Linked DNA regions of Mus musculus: regions 2, 3, 4 and 5 are each linked to region 1. A link is a contact called in public HiCAR-type and promoter capture Hi-C data. All regions are on one chromosome and are shown on one strand. The core of a region is the stretch at or near the end of the contact, and the rest is flanking DNA. Distances in the headings are between cores, read along the strand shown.

The links. Promoter capture Hi-C pulls out the DNA fragments that hold promoters and counts their contacts. HiCAR-type assays count read pairs that join an accessible place to other places.
Region 2: a contact with region 1 is called in a promoter capture Hi-C map of pre-B cells, with 3 times the contacts expected there. The contact joins the promoter of Tspan13 here to the promoter of Twistnb in region 1. A contact is called at or near these places in 5 of 39 promoter capture datasets (embryonic stem cells, hippocampal neurons, liver and 1 more), 2 of 115 datasets of contacts at active chromatin or transcription factors (astrocytes and large pre-B cells) and 1 of 9 other capture datasets (liver).
Region 3: a HiCAR-type map of astrocytes shows a contact between it and region 1, with 4 times the contacts expected there. The contact joins the promoter of Bzw2 here to the promoter of Twistnb in region 1. A contact is called at or near these places in 3 of 39 promoter capture datasets (liver and pre-B cells), 3 of 115 datasets of contacts at active chromatin or transcription factors (astrocytes, embryonic stem cells and pro-B cells) and 2 of 9 other capture datasets (adipose tissue and liver).
Region 4: a contact with region 1 is called in a promoter capture Hi-C map of pre-B cells, with 6 times the contacts expected there. The contact joins the promoter of Dld here to the promoter of Twistnb in region 1. A contact is called at or near these places in 5 of 39 promoter capture datasets (hematopoietic stem and progenitor cells, hippocampal neurons, liver and 1 more) and 1 of 9 other capture datasets (liver).
Region 5: a promoter capture Hi-C map of liver shows a contact between it and region 1, with 10 times the contacts expected there. The contact joins the promoter of Ahr here to the promoter of Twistnb in region 1. A contact is called at or near these places in 5 of 39 promoter capture datasets (embryonic stem cells, hippocampal neurons, liver and 1 more) and 1 of 115 datasets of contacts at active chromatin or transcription factors (embryonic stem cells).

Annotation. Positions count from the first base shown.
Region 1 is chr12:33,428,353-33,431,052 of GRCm38.p6, forward strand. It overlaps Twistnb (twist basic helix-loop-helix transcription factor 1 neighbor), which reads left to right and starts at 1,272. Exons shown (of 4, transcript NM_172253.2): 1 at 1,272-1,556. The coding sequence starts at 1,303.
Region 2 is chr12:36,041,117-36,043,816 of GRCm38.p6, forward strand. Tspan13 (tetraspanin 13) reads right to left here and starts at 1,362. Exons shown (of 6, transcript NM_025359.3): 1 at 1,135-1,362. The coding sequence starts at 1,197.
Region 3 is chr12:36,155,440-36,158,229 of GRCm38.p6, forward strand. It overlaps Bzw2 (basic leucine zipper and W2 domains 2), which reads right to left and starts at 1,386. Exons shown (of 12, transcript NM_025840.3): 1 at 1,229-1,386. Ankmy2 (ankyrin repeat and MYND domain containing 2) reads left to right here and starts at 1,685. Exons shown (of 10, transcript NM_146033.3): 1 at 1,685-1,984. The coding sequence starts at 1,918.
Region 4 is chr12:31,350,184-31,352,883 of GRCm38.p6, forward strand. It overlaps Dld (dihydrolipoamide dehydrogenase), which reads right to left and starts at 1,288. Exons shown (of 14, transcript NM_007861.5): 1 at 1,118-1,288. The coding sequence starts at 1,156.
Region 5 is chr12:35,533,566-35,536,265 of GRCm38.p6, forward strand. Ahr (aryl-hydrocarbon receptor) reads right to left here and starts at 1,424. Exons shown (of 11, transcript NM_013464.4): 1 at 997-1,424. The coding sequence starts at 1,058.

The DNA of each region.
Region 1 (2,700 bases), core at 22-2,521:
CTCTGATATTCAGAGCCAGCAATATACAGCTGTCTTAGTCTTTGGCATTGGAATCTGAAGGATGGTAACAATGCTATTCTGCGGTGGGCTCCTCTTGCTTCCCTTCATCAGGTAGCCAAGGTAGGTAGTTTTTTATGAAGCTGGGCTTTTTAAACCAACATTTTGCAGCCCAAGATGTGCACAGTTCCTGCACCCAAGGCTTAGAGATCATAGTTGAAGAAGGTGGAGGGTTGTAAGAGCTAGAGGAACAGTTTGGGTTGTTAGGACATCACGGTCCAAATGAAGGTTTCTTTTTTATCCCTTGGGCAATACAAACCCTTGTGCTGATATGGTTGATGTCTGGGTATACAAAAGAAGGTCAAAGCTGGTAGCTGGGCTTAGCCATTTGAAAAACATGTCACAACACTCTCACTGTGATATAGCAGAAGGCAGAGGGACCCTAGATTGGAGAGGTATGGTGTTAGCAGTTCAGATGTTGCCTTTGCAATTTGTGGCCTGCTGCGGTGTATGATTGGGTTCAGCAGTGAAAATCTCCACGAATGTTTCTGATTCCTTATTGAACAGCTCAGGCGCATAACAATGTATCAGGCCTCATTGCAGCTGGAACCGGGCACTCCTATCAATAGCCATGCTGAATCCAATAAAGACAATACTCAGTTGGGAGTAGTGGCTCGTGCTTTTTATCCCAGCTCTCTTGTGGCAGAGGCAGGCAAATATCTAAATGTTAGAACCAAACCAGCTTGGTCTACATAGCGAGTTTCAAGTCACCCAAGGCTACATGGAGAGATACTGTCTAAAAACAAAACAAAAACAGAAAACCAAAAGAATTAAAACAAAACAAAACAAAACAAAACAAAAGCTCAAACCATTAATTCACTAGGCCTTGACCCAGTATTGAAAGAAACTGGGAGCTTAAAAAACAAAACAAAACAAAACAAGCTATTTTGGGCCTCTGCCTTTTTATACTTAGGTGCCCAGATCAATAAATTCAATAAATTCAAGCTTCGCTCCATAACTGAGCATACTTTGAAGTGATGAACATCTGCCTATAGATATCAGAGAACCGCCTCTGGATATCACACATGCTCTATAGGTACACGGCCTCAGAGGTTTATCTGGACTCGGGAAAGAGCAGCAGCCCTCTGCTGGTCAAACCTCTATAATGCAGCTTTAGAAGATTAAAAATCCCCAGGCCGCGGTCGGTCGCCTTTTGATGATGTCAGCCATCATCAACACTCAGAGGTGAGGCGGGAGGAATGCTTGCGTCATCCGTGCGCGCCCCGAAGCACCCAGCCAAGCCTCATGGCTGCGGGATCTGTGGAGTCTCAGCGGTCCCAGGCGGCCTCCGAGAGGCCCGTGGCGGGTCAGGCCGGGGTCCTGCCTTGCCTGGAGTTGCCGAGCTACGCGGCGGCGTGCGCGCTGGTGGGCAGCCGCTATTCGTGCTTGGTGGCTGCCCCGCACCGCAGGCACATCGCCCTGTCGCCCCGCTACCTGAGCAGGAAGCGCACGGGCATCCGCGAGCAGCTGGACGCCGAGCTCCTGCGCTACTCCGAGAGGTAAGATGTCGCCGCGTCCTCCCGGGAGCCCCGTCTCTGCTGGCCAACGGGCCCTCAGCTCCGTAACCCCACGGCGCCGCGGAAGTAAAGTCGCACGAGCTTCGTGAACCTTAGCCCCGGCGTCTACCGTCGCCTTCGGCGCCGCTGGCCTGGATGCAGTGGCCCGGTTCCTGGGGATGAAACTGGCTGGTGTGGTGTGAGTGGCGGCTGCTGCAGTGCTAAAAGCACTCCCCGTGTGGAGACTAGAGGTGCCCGGTGTCTAGAAACCCACCAGGCTGAGCTTTGGGTATTAAACGTTTCGTTTAATCACTTCCGGGTGTGTTCTCACCTAATAATGAAAATTTGCTGTCAGTATTATTCTCCTAATGTGGAAGCCGGTTCATTGCAAAACATAGGCAGGTTTGTTTGTAATTTCATTGTTCCCCGTCCCCCCGGGGGGCGCTAATTGGGGATGAACGACGAGCCTAATTTTTTGTAGGAATAGAAAGTTCACACACACACACACACACACACACACACACACACACACACCAGTGCATTTATATTAAGCACTAGTAAGAATACCTTGAAAAAGAAAATCTCAGAATTTCAATGGGAAATGATATGCCATAACACTTCACAACTAATTTGGCGGGAATGGGGGCAAGGTTCAGAGATACCTGAGATGACATCGATGTCTTTAGTAATTCAATGACACTTCAGAAATTGCAGGGATTGTTTTGGGGCAAATTATCCAAAGCAGTTACCACTCTCGAGGACTTTGGCAGTCAGCCCCATTAACCATCCAAGGTGGTCACTAAGCATGGAAACATAGTTATGTTAAGTAGTCTAACCAGCTTTTCATTCATTGGGGAAAAGTTATTTAAAGATGCATAATAGGAGCCACACTACAGACGAGAATCGGATCATTTCTGTAACAGAATTGGATAATGCAGCCATGTAGAATAGAATACACTGTTTAATTGAGCTGGACACCTCTCCTTGTTACTGTGCTAAAGGTATGCTAAAAGAAGCCTATTTTTTCCAATGCAAATTAGGTTTCAGTATTACTTGAGTATTAGTTAAGAGTAATAAAAAGTCAATAAAACATTGAAAATATTGGGAATTGTATTGTCATATTAATTGTCCTGTATTATTTGTACCA
Region 2 (2,700 bases), core at 112-2,611, 2.6 Mb after region 1:
GCGGCCTCTCTTGTCCATAGATGTAACCTAAGCTGGCCCAGATGGCCTGGCTCTGCTAATGCAGGGAAACTGGGTTTGTTTTCAGGGTGGGTGCTGCAAGCACCAGATGTATTTATAGAAGAGAACAAGTCTCCGATGGAATGAGATGACCGAAAGGAAGTTTCTTCCACGCAGGAGAGGCAGCTTGTGGAAAGGTCTAGATTCCACAGCTTGGTTCCAGTCCAGACTCTCCAACTACCAGTTATGAAAACTTAGTAAAGCCTTTTTTGGTCTTTACCGTTATAAAATTTAGACAACTGCGCTTGCCACAGATAGATAACAAATTGACAAATGAAAAGGCTGGGGTGGTGAAGGTTTTCAATAAACATCACCTCAACTTCCTGCTGTCCAGCCACAATTATGCCTCAAAAAAAAAAAAAATCAAACTGAGTTTTCCATGTTAAAGCTGGAAGGCATATGCTGATACGTAGGGAGGAAAAAATAAATAAAAAAATAAAAACGACTTGGGTGGAGGACTATATACTGAAGGACTTCGCCAAAAATGGAGCTAGAATATTGATAAAGGGGAAGGAAGATGGCATGGGAAAAGCATCAGGCGAATACCTCACGGGCAGAAACATCAACAAAGAGACTTTATGTAAGCACGAAACAAACTTCGGAAGCCACGGATATCCTGTGAACCTGCTCTATGGCCTCCATTCAAAAGGCAGCTTTTAGAGCTGTGCCAGAAGCGCGCCATCCACAGGCCGCCTGGTCCATCCCAGGCCCCACTATCCCGCAAACCTGTCCCCTAAGCCCGGGCTGCTCTCCAGCCTCCGAACCTCCAGATGGGATGGCCAGCCGAAAGCGTGCGGCTAGAGGGATTGAGATGGAAACCTGGGGATGGATGAAAGAATGGGGAGAGTGGGAAGGAACGCGAAAGTGAAGGGCTGCAGAGAGCAGGGCGAGGGGCGAGCGCCACAATGAAGGACGGGCGGAGACTGCGACAAGCAGGCTCGGGGTCCCGGGCGGGGGCTGCAGGCGAAACTGGGGCGTGGGAAGCCCGCAAGGGGCGCGGGATGGGGCGCAGGCGAATACTCAGGCGGGGAGGAGGCCGACGGCCCCCGCAGGTGCCACCGGGCGCGGGCTACTCACGGTATACAGCAGGTTGAGCGCGCACAGGCAGTTCTTGGAGCACGAGAAGCCCCCGCACACCATCGTGGCGCGTGGGCTAGCGGGTGCCTGCGGGTCGAGGCGTCTTCCGCCGGGCTGGGCGAGTAGCTTCTGGATCCTGGCCTCCTGAGCCTGTGGCCCGGGCTAGGCTCGGGGCTCGGGTTCGGGGTTCAGGATCAGGGCTGCAGTGCCGCGCCCGCAGCGGCTCCCACCCGCTCTGCAACCTGCGGCCGCAGCGGATCCGCCGATCGCGCGCCCCGCCCCGCCGCCTCGTCTCGCCCTGCACTCTGATTGGCCACTGCTAGGGAACAAAGGTAGAGATATGCAAATCAATGCGCTCTGGGGTCCGGGAGAGGCGGGGCAGCTCAGCGGAGGAGAAGGAGGAGGAGGAGGAGGGGGCCCCGAGACTGTCTGGAGGGAGCCGGCCTCTGGCTCACGAGACTGTGGCCTCTGTATAATTTCCCCCCTCCCAGGTGAACAGCAGAGGGCGGGGCTCCACGCTGGCAGGAGAAATGACAGCACCTCTCTCCATTCTTGCCCTGTGGGTGACGTGGCACCATTTTGAATGAGATGATAAAACAAATCGAAGCACCTGGCCTCGTTTGAATGAAAGAAAGACGACAAGAATGAAAGATTTACAGAGAACAGGGAAGGGGGCAATGAAAGGAAAAACATCAGTGAAAGACTAAAAAGAGCAAATAAAAACTAATTTCTCTCGACATAGGTAAGAAAGGTAACCTGTAATTGTGACAGATTTCAGATCAAGAGGACTTAATCTACAGGGATTTTTGAAATACTAATAAACCTTATGAATACATATGTGCAAAATAAATCAGGAGTCTTTATTCTTGTAGTGGGATCCTGGGTTTTAGGGGCCTATTTTTGCATAAATACAAGCTAGGAAGCCTTTCGATAACAGATTCAATTAATTTATCATCACTTTTGTTTGCTGCATCTTCATCCTGATTCCTAACCTCTAACTAGATTATTAGAAGTATATCATGCACTATTTGACAGACCCCCTTGCATAGAATAAAGTGTCCTATCAGATGCACCAGTGCGCCTGATGGTTTTAAGGCACTCACTACTGGGTTCCAACTGTTAAGCGGCAGTAAAGGCTTGGTATTTTCTATTTGGTATTTTCTATCAAAAGAAATTCTACCAATAGGTTTTATAAAGAGATTTTTAAGGGCCTTAAGAGTTGGCTCAGCTGTTATGGCACTTATTGCTTTTACAGAGGACCCCAACACCCAAATGGCACTCACAACACCTGTCTCTCCAGTCCTGGGGATCCAGTGCCCTCCTCTGACCTTAGTGGGCATCAAGCATGCACATGGTACACACATGCAGGCAAAACACTCGTAAAATAGTAAAATAGATCTTTTAAAAAGCGATTTTCAAATTTACTGTACATTTTGAGCCTAAAACTTCTCACGGTTAGGTGAATGTATGTCAAAAAACAAAAACAAAACAAAACAAAAAAAAAACCCAAAAAAAACAAACATAAAAATCATTGACTTAAACAAGTTAATTAAATACCTTCTCTTC
Region 3 (2,790 bases), core at 136-2,635, 2.7 Mb after region 1:
ATAATTACCAACCATTTTCATGGGAGAATCTATCTGCTCCTCCCTCCCCAAGCTGAAGCTCATGTCTGTCGGTGGCTGTTGGGGGATGGGCAGCGGGAGTTTAGAAAAGATTTTGGTTAAAGATAAGAGATAGGGAACGTCATCTGTGGGTCTCTGAAGTGCTAGTACGCGCTTTGAGCAAAACGAGGTAGAGGGGCCACAGGAAAAGGCATTTCACATCATTCTTGGCACCGTGGAATGAAAGAGCGATCCTGGGGCTACTTAATAAAAACCACCTACATGATTATTCAAGTATTTCTCCCTAGCACAATTGTGTTTTAACGGAAACATCAATACCAGTCTGTTGAGAAACAACAGCAAAACTAAACAGTCATTTCCGAAGAAGCAGTGATTGACGCTGTAGAACGCTACAGATAAGCATCTTGGAGGAATGATTGAATATTTTCTTAAGCGTACCTTGCATCGGAGGCACAGAAAGGTACACACGATATTCACCTCTTATCTACCTACGGTGGACGCTCCAGGAGCCACACCACAGTTGAATGAAGGCTGGATTAAGAAACTAATCTAAGGCTATATATAGACAGCAACACCAATTTAATCCCCGCCCTCTCCAGCCTACCCTCCCTAGTTCCATAAATCCCCAAACCTGAGTTATAAAGACAGGCAGCTCTCTCAGAGCAAAAAAGACCCCCACACCCCAACAAAGTATCAGAGCAGTTGTAAGTCGCTTCTAAATATCCTTAGCGAACACCACAGGTCCAGGTTCCATGGCTTCCACAGAGGGCAAGAAATGACAGACAAGTACTGGGGAGGGCTAGGTTTGCAAAAAGAAATTTACCTTCTCCGAGCCTCTCCCAGTGTCGCTGGTCATGGGGTGTTCCCCTCACCTCCCGGCAGTGGGCCTCCCCGGGGATCGCCACGCACGAGACCATGTGCACCCGCCACTTTCACCGCGTGGCCAGCTTACGGCCGGCCCGCGGTCCCCGGAGCTCTTGGGGCGGACAAACGTAGCGAGGTCTAGGTCTCGCTCGAGAGGCACTAATACACAGTACGTGCATGGATGATGGCGCGGCGCGGGGGCTCCTCTATGAAGAGGAAGGCAACCGCCCCAGGTGGCACATGCTTCCTCCACGCCAGCTCCAGCCCGCTGGGACCCCTTGGCTCGGAGGCGGTCACTGCTCGCTCAACTCTCAGGCTCCCGCCGCCCCACCTGATCACCTCTTACCTGTCCAAGGAGGGAGCGACGACGCGCGAGACTGGTGGCTGCGGCGGATCCTGCAGCAGCAGTGGCGGCGGCAGTGGCTGAGGCAGACAATGGAGGAGTGAAGGACAGACACATTGACACAGACACACAGAACCCGGTGTAGCTCCGCCTCCTGCCCCGGCCCCGCCCTATCCCCGCCCCTTGCCCGAACCGCGCCACTCTTAGGGGCAGTGCAGCCCGTCTAGCTGCATCCCAATGCCTCCGCACGTGCCCACAGAAGTCACTACCAGGCAGAGAACTTCTATCCTTAGAATCCAAGGAACCCTGTGTCCCTGTACTTCTTAATAGGTTATCATGGGAATAGGAAACCTAGAAGATGTATTGAATCCCCTTCCAAATGTCTCCTTTTGGTTTGGACCTCGTAGGTTGCTCCAATTGGAGTCGCTTGCTGCCTCTTGCAGCTCCTCCTCCCGACCTGGCCATTGAGGCGCGGGGGCGGGACTTGTGGAGAGCGCCAGCCCGGCTCGCTCAAGCTCGCCGCACCCGCCAGCCCCCAGCCGTGAGACCCTAGCGACTCTGCCACTTCACTGGGCTGCTGCTCCGGCCTCGAGTTGCCTTGCTGTGGCGGTCTTCCACGACGCATACACGTCTCTTGTTTTTTTAAAAAACCTTTCCAAAGAAATAGAATAAGCGTCAAGCTGGCGGGAACGATGGGTCACATAAAGAAAGGCGAGCTGACCCAGGAGGAAAAGGAACTGCTGGAAGTGATCGGGAAAGGTACGGGTGCAGGGTTGGTATCCGGGTGCTGCACACCTGGTCTCAGGGCATTGAGGAGCCTGGAGCGCGCCCTAGGCCCGGAGGACCTTGGGCAACTTGCAATCCGGAAAAAGCCTTTCTGTCTCTGTCTGGGGACCGATTGCAGGGGCGGGGAGATGGGAGGCAGAAAAATTGAGGCCATCAGATCTAGGTTGCCGAGCTTAGACCTCTAAATCAGCTTTTTGGAAATCGACCGACTGTCACTACACATCTTAGACAGTCACGCGTGGCCCTGGGCGCCTGTCTTTGCGTATGCATGCTTGCCAGCTCATTGGATGTTTTGACCGTAATCAGTCAAGACCGCAGTGGCCTGGTAGTTCTAGGCTCCAAGTCGGGTGTATAAAGGGCCCTTTCGACTTCCGGAGGCTTAAGGATCTGGATCCCTTGCAGATCCCCGCCCCTGCTGCGGGTGGAGGGAGCTTTCAGCAACAGGGGTTCTTTATAAGGGCACAGAACTCGCTCTGCATGTTCCGCCCTGAGCTTTCTGCATCAAGGCCTTCTGTGGCTGGCTTCCTGTAGCCCAGGTCGGCGCAGGCACCCACAGACACGACTGACCTTGGTCCGATGTTAGACCTCAAGTGATCTTGTTGAGCTCCTTGGTGCTTCCCAGTCCACTTTGTGGATTCGAGCCACGCCTCCTCTGTGCAGCTTGCAGGAAGGAAGCCAACTAGAAGCCATGTTTCCCCACCAGTCCCTGAGTGCATGTCCCAAATGAGTTCCTGGCCGCATCCCCGTTACCTGGCAGGTAACATCAGCGTGACCACGTG
Region 4 (2,700 bases), core at 38-2,537, 2.1 Mb before region 1:
TTCTAATTAAAATCCCAAAACTTTGAATTCAGGTATTTAAGTATTTCAATGATATTCATTTCATCTGTCATTCTGCTTCCTAACAAATCTACTTAACAGTCTGTAATCACTTATAAGATCTATAAAGATGTTCTTAAGCCACCAACTGGACTAGGAAAATGTACCAACAACGGAGTGGCCTCACATTCTGGAAGTCCCACAAATTGCATCATAATCTCACACTCTCTAAGCAGTGTGACTACCATTTCCTAAGGCCAGGGCCACATAAAGAAAGCACACTTCCAGCTCCTATCACAGCGAGTAAGCAATGGACAGCAGCGACAATATACTCTGATGCAGCAAGGTTTTTTACTTGAAGACAACTTCTGCACCTGAGATCAAGATATGCCAACCAAAGAGGAACAAAGAACTGTCTGTACTGAGAGACGCGGCTCACCTTCTCCCTAAAACAGTGACATTTTGCGTGTTACATTAACTTTTAAAGACACAGACGGCTCAGCCGTGAAGAGTCTCATTTCTGTATTGTCCCTAAAGTTATCCTGCTACCCTGCCACTAGGCCTCATACATTCAATTTGGCAGCTGTCAATTGGCAGGTGAAATGGGAAAGTTGTTTGGACGACAAACCGCTGCAATTAAAACTATAAGCCCCAGGGCCTGACTGATGGCAGGGTGCACTAGTTTAGAGACGTGAATGAAAACAGATCCTTGGAGGAGGAACTCGCGGGACGGTGTGTTGGAGCTGACCACGTCTGGGCCAGTCGGGCCTCAAGGTTACTTCCCCGCCGTAGGAGAGTAGGCCACCCCCCGGGTCATTAGGATGAGGCGAAAGGTAGGAAGGGGCAGGCCGCGCGTGGCAAGGGTCATTTACTCCTCCCCGAAACTGGGGGAGGGCCCAGGCCCCTGGACCAGCGTCCGGGTCGTGTGGGGCTGCGGGCAGTCATTCCGCAGCAGGGCCCTCCCGAGCCCGGGCTCGCGCTCCCCGCTGCCTCGGGAGGCCGCACCGAGCCGGCATAGAGGCGGGGCCGCGGCGGTTCCCGGCGGCAGGCCGCGTCCGGGCCCACAGCGGGCGTCTAAGTGCCTGTGGTCCAGCATCATCCCCTCGCGGGCCGCCCTCACCTTGGCCAAGGAGCGGTACACACGACTCCAGCTCTGCATCGTCCCTCGGTCCCGTCCCTCCAACCAGGGGTTTTCACCTCCGCTGAACGCCTGGTAAGACTTATCCAAGGTCTCCCCACCCTGCGCCTGCGCAACATATACGTCATCGCCGAGGAGCAGCGCGATTGGCCCGAAAGGCAGAGGCTTTCCGGTCGCTTCGTCGTGCGCTGTCGTGAAGGGCGCTGCGCTTTGTGGCAGCTGGGGAATTGGAGAACTGTTGCTCAAATGACTGGAGTAGAGTTGCAAATTATCCTTGAAAGACGAACTAGATAAATAAAAATGTTGTTTCTTCAGTAAAGCCCACAGAAAGTAAAGTTTAAATAGGAAAGGAAGAAAAGTTTGACAACTTGACAAGCTTATGGTTGTGCTAGATATTCGTGGGCAGTAGGCTTTATCTAGCTTTACAAAAACCGTATGAACTGTTTGCATTTTCTGGATGGAGCCCTGAGAGGTTAAAGAAAGCAAAGGAGAGGTAACTGCAGCTCTACGAACAAAGGCTTTGATTTTAACGGCTGGTTTACAATCTCTGTTCTCGAAGGCAATGGAAAGGATAGGCTTGAACCTTTCTTCACCAACATCCTGTTCTGAAAACTGCGCTAACAAAAAGTATAGAAAACAAGCTCCCTTCTATTTTTGTATTTTGAAAGCACGCCTCCCTTGTAGAAGAAACTAGAAGGGTTGGGATGGTGGGTGAGGTGTTAGGTTTTCATTGAGAGTGCACCTAAAAGATTGCTAACTGTTGTCTATAAGATTGAGCACAGAGCCTGGCGTGGTGGGCTACGCCTTTAATCCCAGCACTCGGGAGGCAGAGGCAGGCAGATTTCTCAGTTCGAGGCCAGGCCAGCCTGGTCTACAGAGTGAGTTCCAGGACAGCCAGAGCTCCCTATCTCGAAAAACAAAAACAAAAACAAAAAAAAAAAAAAAATTGAGCACAGAGATTTAAGGTCTGATACCACTTTGTAATAACAGTCTCTAGTTTAAACCTTAACTCTATACTTCTCAAAAGTTTACAGCCCAGGCACTGTACTGAACTCCATAGAGTTAGGGATTAGATGAATATTACTTCTTACCTATCTATGCCCATTTAGAAGGAAAAAGACATGAATAAATGATTTTTTAATGTTATGACGAAAGCTAGCTGTTACCAAATATTAATCACCACCACAACCCCTTTTTGGTTTCTTGAGAGAGTGTCTCATGTGTCCCAGACTGGCTTCAAACTCAATATAGAGCTTAGAATGACCTTGAATTTATAGTCCTCTTGCCTTCATCTCCTGAGTGCTGGGATTACAGGTGCCCACCACCATGTGTTGCTGATTGCTGGGAACGGAACCCAGAGCTTCTAGTATACCAGGCAAGCATTCTTCACCTGAGTTACATCTTAAGCCCTTGTTTTCCCCTTTCATAAGATAAGAGATTGTTCAGCTGGACAGATGGGTATTCAGAATAGCATTGTCTTTTCCGGGTCCCATACAGCTAAAGGTAGACGTATGATCAAATACTGGTCAATGATCTCCATTTATTGTTGCATCCAACTCGACCAG
Region 5 (2,700 bases), core at 174-2,673, 2.1 Mb after region 1:
TTAAGTTGGTTTTTTTGTTGTTTTTGTTTTCTTTTTTTGGTTCACTTGGTGATAGCTGTCATGTTTCAAGCAAAACACACACTACTGATTGCCTGAAAGTGTTCCTAAAATAATTTATTTTTTTAAAAAAATAACAAATGGTGAGATGTGGAAACTCCAAGGTAATTATGAATGAATGCATCAATACAGACAACTCCTAAATGGAACCCTGTCTCAATCATGAATCTCTTTTCTGAGGGGGGAAAAAAAATCTCCCATCTCATACAAATAGCCCATGGAAATAAAGACCAAAGCCTGTAATCTCTGTCAGAATTGGCAAAAAAAAAAAAAAAAAAAAAAAAAAAAAAAAAAAAAAAGCAAGGGGAAATGAACTACAGGTAGAGAGTAGAAATAACTTAGAAGTCAGTCTAGTTCTTTTTCCTCTTCTTAATGATTTAAAATTTTACAGACCCAAAAGCACTCCAAAAGGAGGAAGAAAACTGCACCAAAGAGTGGCTAAGAATGCCACCAAGCTGCCAGGGCACCTGTCCACTGCACACTCCAACCTGCTATCAATTCTGCGCCTACACCGAGCCCTGCAGAACTGCTGCCTAGGAAGTAAATGAGAGAGCAAAACAGAAAGCTAGGCGCTAAGAACAGAAAGACATTCCTTCAAAGGCACAGGTCCCCTCCTTCAAGACAACACGTGTTTAGCTCTGCCCAACATCTCACCTCAGTGAGCTGTCTACTTATCCTCCGTGTCCCCTAAAGCTCACGGCAGCGGAGATCTAGAGTGGAGGATTTCCAGGCAAGCTTAACTAACTAAGCTAGAGCGGCACTAGGTAGGTCAGAGCTGTCAACGAACCAGCCAGGGAAGGTCGCTGAGCAGTAAAGGTGCAGGTGCCTGAAAGCAGGATTTTTTTTTTTTTAACGCATTGGTTGAGACTCAGCTCCTGGATGGCGGCACGCGTGGGGACCTCCCGCACCCTCGGAGCGCGCCTGCCCGCCGTCACTCACGTTTTCTGCACCGGCTTGCGCCGCTTGCGGCTGGCATAGGTGATGTTGGCGCCGCTGCTCATGGTGCCCGCGCCCTGCCCGCTCCACCTGCGTCCCGGAGGCGGCGCCCTGCCCGCGCTGCGCCCAGGTGAGCCGCCGCCGAGGGCGGGACGACCGCGACGCGCAGGTGCGGGCGACAGAGGAGACTCGGGCTGCCCGAGCTGGCCGCGGAGGAGAAACCCGCACGCTAGCCGCGCCCGGTCCCGAGGGTCAGGAGGGGCCGCAGTGCTCTAGGGCTTCCCGGCTCCCGCGCTGTGCCGCGGCGTCGCTCACAACCCTGCCTGGCAGCCACCCCCGAGTCCGTCCACCAGTTCGTCCTCCGGGTCGCTCCGGGCTGAGCCTCTCCGGGACACGCGTGGGGCACCGAGCGTCAAAGGGAGCGCACACACACGCTGCCGCCCGCCGCGAGCCCGCTCCTCCGCAGCCGCGACCCCGCGCAGCTCCGCCCCGGGCTCCAGCCCCGCCCCACCTGCTCGGCCCCGCCCCTCACGGTTCCCAGGAGGGCCCCACCCTCTTCGCAGCACGTGATGACGCAGGACGTAGTGACTCCCAACACTTCTTGCAGTCCGAGGTTCTGGGGGTGGGGTGGTGTTCGCCCAGTACCTGTTTTCCAGCCTCAAAAGGGGTGTGAGGCCACATTATGCCTAGGCAAATTCCTTGTAACCCAGACATCAAGATTTACCAGGCAAAGAGCTTAGCTCATCCTAGAGTTGAGTCATCTAATTTTTGACAAAGATTTTACATTGAGCTGGTAGATAAATAACTGCGACTGGAGAGCATTCTAAGGGGAAAACTTCAAAAATGCCCTGCAAAGTTAGTTGTCTTGAAGGCTACGAGTTTTATAATCCTTTTCCCTCCCACATTTATTTTATGTCTACAGAAGACAATAAAACATCGTTTCCTCCATCAGACTTCAGGAAGATGAGAAGGAAAGAAGCACAGGAGTGCTGAGAGCATGAGAAATTGGAGGGTAGGTACTGAGACTATGACCAGAGACCTGAGTTTCTGTTAGTAGTACGGTAGAGCTGATGGGAGGAAAAAGAAAAAAAAAAAAAAAGATAATCTAGGAACAAATCATAAAGATTTAATGAAGAAATTGGGTCTCATTCTGCAGACAACAGAGAGCTTTTAAAGGCGTAATTTGGAAGATGATGTTCCATCTTTCTTGGGAAAGTCACTGTGGGAAAAGGTGGAAATTCTGTTACTCAGGAACAAAACAGATGGAAGAGAGAATCGCTGGGAAATTGATGAAATCGACCAGCTGCAAGACCAATGGCACAGCCATGGGGATGAGAGAAAAGAGACAGCAGAGATGATAAAGGAAGAGGGAAGGTCGCTGTTAACCACCAAAGAATAGAGGCAGAGAAGTGAATTTTGGGAGTCAGGTAGGTGATGCTGGACATGAAGAGATAGAGATGAAGTCTGATGTGTTTTATAGATTTGAGAAAGAGATCAGAAGAGAGGATACACAACAGCAAGGAAAAGGATAGCGAGAAAACTAAGAACAACAAATGGTGCCCAGGCTGTGGAGGAAGAAGAACCCGCATCACTGTGGGTGGTTGTAAACTGGTCCAGCCACTGTGGAACTCTGTATAGAGTTTCTCAACAAATTAAAAACAGATCCACAAGATGACCTGCTATTCTCCTGCGCACATACCTGATAGC